Linked DNA regions of Mus musculus: region 1 is linked to region 2. Evidence: chromatin contacts called from public promoter capture Hi-C data. All regions are on one chromosome and are shown on one strand. The core of a region is the stretch at or near the end of the contact, and the rest is flanking DNA. Distances in the headings are between cores, read along the strand shown.

What was found. Promoter capture Hi-C pulls out the DNA fragments that hold promoters and counts their contacts.
Region 1: a promoter capture Hi-C map of the SN4741 cell line shows a contact between it and region 2, with 2.5 times the contacts expected there. The contact joins the promoter of Cacng3 here to the promoter of Dctn5 in region 2. A contact is called at or near these places in 1 of 39 promoter capture datasets (the SN4741 cell line) and 1 of 9 other capture datasets (pancreatic islet).

What each region holds. Positions count from the first base shown.
Region 1 is chr7:122,668,408-122,673,286 of GRCm38.p6, reverse strand. It overlaps Cacng3 (calcium channel, voltage-dependent, gamma subunit 3), which reads right to left and starts at 1,543. Exons shown (of 4, transcript NM_019430.2): 1 at 1,303-1,543. The coding sequence starts at 1,513.
Region 2 is chr7:122,130,587-122,135,358 of GRCm38.p6, reverse strand. It overlaps Dctn5 (dynactin 5), which reads right to left and starts at 2,318. Exons shown (of 6, transcript NM_021608.3): 1 at 2,178-2,318; 2 at 1,122-1,190; 3 at 189-307. The coding sequence starts at 2,225. It overlaps Palb2 (partner and localizer of BRCA2), which reads left to right and starts at 2,413. Exons shown (of 13, transcript NM_001081238.2): 1 at 2,413-2,639. The coding sequence starts at 2,592.

The sequences.
Region 1 (4,879 bases), core at 294-2,793, 540 kb before region 2:
CCAGTTGCAAATCTGTGTTGGAAACAGAATCAACTGTAGTGGCGCTATAGGCAGGAGAGTTCAGAGCGTCAGGACGTGGGAAGGAGGCCAGAGAATGATGCAATATTACACTAGCAAGTGATGTCATAGCATTAGTTCCCAAGTCATTTACATAAATGCGAGTTCCCAAGAAACCCTGAGAAATGCCACAGGGAATGCAGGGGGAGGAACCAAGGGAGATCGAGGGGAGGGGAGGAAGCCTGTATTTTCCTGACTATCACTGTGATAAACTTCACTGACTTCCTGGAAGCCAGAGAAACAGCAAAAATCAACCAAGCAGACAAAATCCCTTCTTAGTGGCCCTTTAATCTAGTGGCTCCCTTAGGTAGCAGGTTCACAAAGCTTTGATTTTCTTCATTATTTTTTCACTCCTTGTGATACCCAGGTATTGTCCACTGAAACTGACAGTCACTCTTCAAGTGGTGAAGCAAGTTTAGTAGTGACATAGGCTACCTAAGAGCTCCACATTCTAAAATGGCCTGCCCACCTCATTATAATTTAGAGCAAATCCTCTAATTTTTAAAATTAGAAGCAATGAGATGCAATTCTCAGAGTCAGTCTTATCTAAATGTCAAGGAAATACATTTGCTGGTGATGGGCGTGATTTATGAATGAAGTCAGGTGGAGAGCAAACACCAAGACTTCAGTTTTATTTTGAGCCTAAATAATGAAACACTTATTCATAAAGACATTTTCTTTAGATGTGAGGGTGTGGGGATTAGGGCTTACATATTGTTCCCTAGTATAAGTTAACAAAGGGAGTTCATGACAATGTCTAGTTGGACCAAACTCAGAAGAGGCTGGTAAGCTTTTATTGATTAAAAGATAAAAAACCAGATCAGAGTGCTCCAGGTTAGATCAGTCCCTCAGCACCTTCCTGTCTTCTCTGCTTCCATTCCTTAATAATCCCCATTCACCAAAATGTAATTAAACAAATCCAAAGTCTCCTTCTATAGACAGAAATCCAAGCAGTGCACAACATGCTTAGAGACTCGGGATTAGAGGCTTTCTCAACTGCAGAAGGTGTTTAAGAGCGTTACAAAATCACATCACATTTGGCATAGACCAAAACCAATCAACAAGACCCAACCCTTCCATCCACACAGCACCAGGCTCCGTGGAAGCATAGTCTGGACCCTCACATATTTCCAACAACAATTAAAACTATTTTTCTTCCCCTCCATTGCCTCTATTTCCCCCCCAACACATGTCAGGACATTAGAAGCAGATCATTCAGAGCCAGTGAGAGGAATTTGTAAGTACCTTCCAAGCAGCAGGTCCTCCACAACCCGGAGTGGGTCATTACTTCTTCATTCTTCCTGCTGGTTTCATTGTCACTTGTAGATTTAGTCCTGCACACACCTCTGGAATATAGCCAGTAGTCCGTGCCCACTGCAATGGTCATTAAACTAAAAGCTGCGAAGGCTCCTACAGTAGTGATCAACATCTGGATACCTCTGTCACACATCCTCATAATTCTTCATGGTACTCTGAACGGCTGGGGGTTGGAGGGGTAGATTCAGTGACAGACGGGAGAATCACTCTGCAGCTGGGTAACCTAGGACGGCCTCTTCCAAAAATCCAGATCTCCTTTTGTCAGCATCCACGGGGACTTTGGGAAAGCTGGGATTTCCTGTCTTGGGCTCTCTCCAGTTCCCCGAGTCCTCTATGGCCCTCGGGAGGGTGCGGGCTCCAGGGGGTTGGTCCACATCACTGCCGCGGTCAGAGGATTCCTGGGTTGCTTTCATTCCTCAGGAGCTTGGTGAGGACTAGCGTTTGTGCAGGGCATGGCTTCGGAGCTTGGAGCTGCCAGCTTGGTTTGAGATGCGCCTGGTTTCTCACAGCCCCGAGAGACTCAAGGCAAAAGAAACCCAGAGAGGTCTGGTGTGTGAGCGTGTGAGCGTGTGTGCGTGTGTGCGCGCGTGTGTGTGAGTGTGTGTGTACGTGTGTATGTGTGTGTGTGCGTGTGTATGTGTGTGTGAGTGTGTGTTTGTGTGTGTGTGCGCGCGTGCGTGCGTGTGTGCGAGCGCGTGTGCTGGGGGTGAGGGCGGATGGCAAAAAATAGCTCTGCTGGGAGGCGAGTCGCTGAGAAGAGTGTTCACTGCTTCCCCAGCCTCCCAGGAAAGCTCTCCGCCTGCTCTCCACACCCCCGCGCAAACTGGAGAAAAGGGAGAGTCCTGGGGCGGGGGCCGGCCACTTGCGTCGGAGAGCTGAGGTCCGTGGTGCTGAGCGGACAGCTCCTCTCCTGTTGCCCAGCCTCCCACTTCTCAAGGCCGGGTCGTTGGAGGTCCGTGGTGCTGAAGGGACAGCTCCCCTTGCCGCTGCACCGTTCCTCGTGGTCCTAGTCTAGGAACTCCGGGTGCTGAAGGGTCCCTTCCCTAACACTCTCCTAGTGCGTTCCTAGAGCCAGCCAGCCAGCTCAGCTCTGCGTACTCAAGCCCACAACCAAGCAAAGTTTCGGGAGCCCAGGGCAATCAGCATCAGGGCTTCAGGGCACTGCAGTACGGCGGATCCGGCTCCTCAGAGGGAAGGGTTAAGGACAAGGGCCCACAGCGCACTCTGGCGCGCGCGTTATCTCAGAGCCCACCCCACGCAGCATTCTCTAATCAACCCTCCTCCTCATCCCTGAGCCCAATGAGCCAGGCAACTTTGCTCTTTGCTGCAGGAGTCCACTAGGGAGACAGAAGCCGGGAAAGATCTAATCTTTTTAAAGGGATGGGAGACTGACTGGTGGCTCACTTGGGTGGGCAAAATGTTGTCTATGTGTATTTGTCTCAATTTCATTCCTCAGAAAACAAACCAATATGTCTACCCTCCTGTCTCCGGAGCTCAGATTTACACAGGAGACAGTGTGCTTACATCAGACCCAGAACCATTCATATGTATATGTGAACATATATACCTCTAAAGGGCTGAAGGAACTAAATGTACCTAAACTGTTGTTTACATATCAGGGACCTTGGATGAAGGGATGTAAAGGTTTGATTTCTGAATACACTTCTTAAATATTTTCACACTTTTACATTTGAGGGGGTGGTGAATTCAGGATGAGAGAGCATTGAAAACGTCAGCTTCTCTCCAAAGGCCCTGGTGCTGTTCATTTGTTAACATCTTCTAAGTCAGACCAGGATGCAGGTGTAATTAGGTCTGGGCTCCTTGCTTGCCCAAAGCACAAATGTCATCACACACCTGTGAGTTCTTTCCCTCAGAAATAGCAAATGCTGAAAAGAACTGGCACAGACCAGCTTCCCGGTTCCATATGTTCTAGCATATAGATAAGGACACACACTAAGTTGACTTCAGGCATTCCACCGAATTGCTCTGACCAATTATTTTCTTGTGGGCTGACAGGTAGTAACACCCATTTGGATGCTTGGAATTGAGGCTGCATGCGCTATTTCTACAACCCATGAGATGTGCCCACAACCAGCTGTCATAGTTGAGTGTTATTTAACTGGACAAACATATAATGGAAGGGGATCACAGACATCTCCATTCCCCAGGATGCCATTTCTGGCTGTATGAGAGCTTCTATTCAGGTAACTGAGTAGGGGCAATATACTGAAGAAGTCTCAGACTTGGCTCACAACCTTTTTGTTACTTTGATATTTTTATTTTTATGTTAATGTCATTTGAAGATTTGGTTCTTGGTGTTATATATACATATGCGTGCACATATAGGCTTATTTGTATAGTTGTGTTTATGTCTAAATGAGTACTATGGTCAATTTTGTCATGATTTCTGAATGCCTATGAATTTGTTGCAGACATAAAGTAGATATGTGAGTATATGTGTACACACACATGGTGCAGTTTGTAGGGTCATGTGATCGTGCTTTATATAAATACACAGCTGTATGTATGTATGTATGTGTGTGTGTGCGAATATGCAGGTACAGTGTGGATTTGTCTGTTTATATGCATTGAGTTGTATATATGTATGTCACATTTATACTGACAATTTAACATATAACAAAATGAAATGCATTTTTAGGGCCAAAACCATAACTAACAAGACTAGAAACACATGGAAGGCAATGGGGGAAAGATACATGAGCCTTCCTGTAAGGAGCAGGAAGAACAGTTCAAGGCCATCCTAGGTTTTCTAACAAGTTTGAGACCAGCCTAAACTACATTAAGACCATTTCAAAAAAAAAAAAAAAAGAAGAAAGAAAGAAAGAAAGAAAGAGAAAGGAAGTTAGCAATCACTATTATTTGTATTAACAACAAAAATAATAGTGATCAAGAATGTCAATACTAATGTATAGAAAGAAAATATCTAATAAAAATAAATAAAATAAGAAAAAAAGAATGTCAATACTAATAACTGAGAAACAGATTTTCTGTATAAGAAAAAAATACCATGCCTAGAATGCCGGGATTACAGGTATAGCTTTCACACACAGCTTGATTGATAACTATCAATTTAAAAGGCCACATAGTTACATGAAGGTGAAGTTGGTCTTTCCTGGGAGGTTTTATAAGATAGGAGGATATTTTCTTCTCACTCTCAGAAGTTTAAATAATATGAAGTAATTAATAACAATCAAACAGACCTTCCTTGATCTGTTTTATTCTTCTCTCACTCCAGCAGAGGTGGGAAAGGTGCACTCTGTAGCAAGGCAGTGATGGTGGGAGGGCTTTGGCCTTAGGGATAGTGCACTCCATGACTCCATTCACCAGACGCACAGCAAAGCAACGGTAGCCCCAGATCCACATCCTCAGATTTGTAACAGAAAGCCACACATACTGGGTGTCTAGCTGATAGAACCAAGTACCCAGGTAGACTACTGAGAAGAACAGCCAAGTGCTCATGTGGACAAGGAAAACAATCATACTC
Region 2 (4,772 bases), core at 1,069-3,568:
TCTTGTAGGGACTTTTCTTCCTGACAGCCAACAATGAACACCCAGAGAGAGGTTCATTACTGTGAGCGCTTATGCAGCGCCCCCAAATGGCCAGATCTTCTCATTACACATCTAAACACATGGTCATGGGCAACATCACCAGAACAGGATGGAGCCTAGGATTGCAAACAGGTAATTAAGTCACATACCCTTTGCTGAATTTTTTGAACGGTGGCCTTATGACACTACGGCTTTTCACGACACAGTGACGTCCAACTCTTACATTTGCCAGGTCTCCTCGGATGATACAGTCATTCATTATAATGGTCTATAAAGCAAAACACGTGTAAAAAATACCAGTTAAGTCCATGTCCCTGAATTCTGTTTTAAAGTACTTAAGATACTGCCTCTTCATGAGTTTTGTGTCTAGTAGTCCTAGGCACAATACAGCACAGAGAACAATCTGCCACTGCATTCTGTTCAGACATAAAAGATTTCTGGCCCTTCCCTCCACCACCACCATGTTCTTACTCATAATATTTAATGCAATGTAAATCCTATTTAAATAAAATACTGAAGAAAATGACAGAAGTGTTCACGTTCTGTTTAGAAGAAATTCCTCCCCTCTCTTCTCCCTCTGTCTAGCTGCCCTGTGTCTCCTGTGCTCTCTCCTGTTATATTTCACGTGTTACTGCCCTCCCCACCCTCTTCCTTAAAGCTTCTTTATTCCCCATCTAATGGGCCGCTCTCTAATTTTTTTGGCTTCTCCTCCCTGATCGTCTTTGTGCATTCAATAAATCTAATTTGGAGAAAAAAATGAAAACAAAGAAAGAGGGGTTAGAGAGATGGCTCAGCGGTTAAGAGCACTGGCTGCTCTTTCAGAGGTCTGAGTTCAATTCCCAGCAACCACATGGTGGCTCAAAACCATCTGTAATGGGATCTAATGCCCTCTTCTGGTGTGTCTGAAGACAGTGACAATGTGTTCATATATACATAAAATAAATAAATGTTTAAAAAAACAAAAACAAAGAGAGAGAACTGGAAATGACAAATTGGAGACAGCACTATCCCATATACCCTGCTGATACAGTGACTAGCTGAAGGCATAAGGGTAACCTCCTGAAGCTGCCTGTGCCCTTTACCTTGCCATTGAGGACGATGTTCTGGCTTCCACACAAAACAGACTGGCGACTAACTTTGTTCCCAGATGCCTAAAAGCAAACAGAAATCTGGAGTGAAAAAACAGAGGATTTCTGGACTACAGTTTCCATCATGAAAGCTCACATTGAGGAGAAAATTACTTCAAATGAAGGGCAGTCTAAAAATGAATGAGGCCTGAATGTATACTGCACCCCTACTGTCCCAGCTCTGGGTGGGGTGACTGTGAATTTGGGGTTAGACTAAACTATGAAGTGAGACTCCATCACCAAACAAACAAACAAAAACAAACTGGAGAAGGAATGCACTGGGGGGGGGGGGGGAAGGCTGTGGGCACGGCTCCGTGATAAGAGCACTCAGGAACTGAATCCAATCTATCAAAAGAGCAAGGGTAGATCAGGAACTGAGAGCTCAAGAAATGAATTCAGGATCGGTATCTAATGAGCGGTCTAATGACTGATGTGCATTCAGACCCCACTTCCATATTACGGTTTCATAGCCTTCAGTGAGGAAAATTACTTTTCCATGATCACAGACACACAGAAAAAATAATGATAGTAACCCTAACGGGGGCAGTTTACATATGTTGTATTATGAGTTGACGAATAGAAACAATAACGTCTTAGCACGTAAGCAGACTGTGAAATATTATTTTTAAAAAGGGCCCGGAGTCTGAAAATGTAATTTATATACAGAATGAATAGGCTGTACTGTGTATTCCTCTGGAAGACATTATTTAACAGGAAACTCAGGCGTGTGTATATGCACACACATAGATATATATGCATAGAAACTCTCCCACATCCACACTTTCCTCCCCCGCTACACAGCACACCCACACACACGAGATGAAGGAGAAGAGAGCCTAATGCATGCATGCACCGACTAAATAACAATCAGATGAAACACGAAGCATCTCTAAGTCATCCAAGGAAGGGACTGAGGGAACGGGAACCAGTGCAGCCGGGACGGGAGGGGCGACCGTCCAGTCCTCGAGGGTCCCGTGACTGCCAGCGGCGGCAGGGTCGCCACACGCGCACCGTCTCGATGTACTCCGACTTGTTGTACAGCAGTTCGCCCAACTCCATGGCTTCCCCCTCTCTGAACCTCAGGATCCTGTCAGTAGCTCAGGCAGACGGTGATTCCAGCTACTTCCGGTTGATCGGCCACTTCCGCTATCCCCGCCCTGGACTCTCATTCGACTCTCCTCTAGTCAAGCCTGCTCGATCGCTCGGCAGTCTCCAGCTGCGCGTGCGCAGAGCGAACAGAGGTTTTAATTGGCCAGAGCGGCTAGCGCGCGGAACCTGTGTGGCTCGGCAGGAACATAGTGGGGGTGAACTAGGTCCCCGTTCTTCCCAGGGGTTCCTCTTGGCCCTAGGAAGCCCTGGCTGGGTCCCCGTGACCACAGGCCCGAGGCTGGAGACGGCTGCTCCTTGCGTTCGGCTTCCAACCCGATGGAAGAGCTTTCCGGGAAGCCCCTCAGCTATGCGGAGAAGGAAAAGGTGCCCGGGTTGCGGGAAGGGTGACCCAGGGCTTTAGGCTGGGTTTTCAAACCTAGTTCCTGTATCCGAGGCAGTGTCCTCCTACCTACAGCCTCCACGAGAAGTCACTGAGACGAGCGCGCTGCTCGGGTGGCGAAGCTTAAAATGCAGACGAGCCAAACCCATCTTCTAGTGGCACTGCATAAATATTAGGTGTAAAACTACATATAGGTAAACCTAGAGGCCCTCTTCTCTCCCACTCCACTCCGGCCCCGTCACATAAATCTTTCACGTCACGTCAACAGCCTTATATATATACATTTTCGTGTTTGTCTGTTAGGGCTTGACCTCCAAAATAGGTTTACATTGGAGAAGGGGATGGTTATAACGTGTACTCTGGTTGGTTCTGCAGCTGGTGTTCTCCATGTTTAAGACCCACGTTGGAACAAGATGAGGGGAAGAAAATAATATAAATATTACATATAATGAACAGGTGTTGTGTGTGTGCATACAAATTTAGTGTAGTAGTTAGAAGGAGCTCTCATTTCTTTCAGGCTCAGAATATTATTCTCCTGCAAGACTTAAATATTACTTCCATGTTCTTGTGCTTTCTGTGCAAAATTAGAATTCACATTAATTTGTCTTCCTATCCTGTCTTACCTTCTAAGGGTGGTAAAGATCATTTACAAATAAACAAGATAACTCCTACTTACTGATAAGATTGAGGACAAGATAACAGGTTAAGATCAGAATTACTCATGTTGTGGTGGCCCATGACCATAATTTGGTTGCTACTTAATAACTGCAGTTTGCTGCTATTATGAATCAAAATATATATGATATGAAACCTCTGTGTGTGTGGGGGGGGTGTTAAATGGAGCAGTTATAAATGGCAGCATCCTGGAGGAACTGCTTATTCTCTGTTCAGTTTGCATATCTCAAAGGAGGATGATTATATAATAGAATCTATTTGTTAGGGTTATTGTGAGTGCTAATTGAGTCATTGGACATTAAAGTCACAAAATTCCCTAGGACTAACTGAAGCACATTATGAAAGTATCTGCCATTTTTATTATTATGTGTCTGAGAATGGATGGGGACTAAAGTGACTTTAGCACAGAAGTGCTGGAGTCCCACAAAAGTGCTGGGGAATGAGGTGGGGAAAGTGCTTAAGAAAAGTTTAAGTTGTTAGTAACTTTTTTTCTTAATTTTTAATGACCAAAACAAAAACATACCTAAAAGTGAAGCCTCTGGAAAACCCACTTGCACTTCCCTGTCTTGTATCACTCCTCACACTTGACATTGGCTTCCTGCCTGGCCTTGTGTTTCAAAGCTGGGTCTCTGAATGCATCCTTGTTGACAACAGTTTTGCCCAAGGGGATATCCAGACTCCCTTGTGGGCATGAGGTGGTTATAGTTATAAACTTTCACAGAGGACTTTATCTTGGATTGCTTGGCAATTTTCTTCTAGCCTGTGGCAGCTGTCTCTTTTGGGGGATAGCAGTCAATTCTAGCCACTAGGGCATGGCTGTAAGGGCGGTCTGAGGTGCCATCATCAATCAGTGTTCTTCATGATACGGTTTTGCATCCAGAGTATTGTCCAGCTAGGACTAGCACCACTTTCCTGGGTTTCATGAACTTGCCCATTTCAACAGCAGTCAGCCTGCACCCAGCAGAAAAGAAGGACCTTTTAGTAACTTTCATTGTAGCTTTTTTGATGCTTTTGGTTTGTGGAGTTGTTCTTAAGAAAGGATCTCTTAGCCAGGCATGGTGGCACGCGCCTTTAATCCCAGAACTCGGGAGGCAGAGGCAGGCGGATTTCTGAGTTCGGGGCCAGCCTGGTCTACAAAGTGAGTTCCAGAACAGCCAGGGCTACAGAGAAACCTTGTCTCAAAAAACCAAAAAAAAAAAAAAGAAAAGAAAAAAAGGATCTCGTATCGCAAGCTAGTCTTGGACTTACTATGTCTAAAGGATGAATATAGGGGTCCTAAATGGTGGAAAGACAAGGGGGGCACTTCTGCTAAGGGAACATTTCAACCACAGATGCTAAGGAGACAAAGAGAATCTAAACTTTCAGGAACTAGTAATTTGGCATAGCCTAAATTAACTTATTTGCAAAAGCTTTGTAGAAAGGCCTGCTGTGTGGCTGGACAG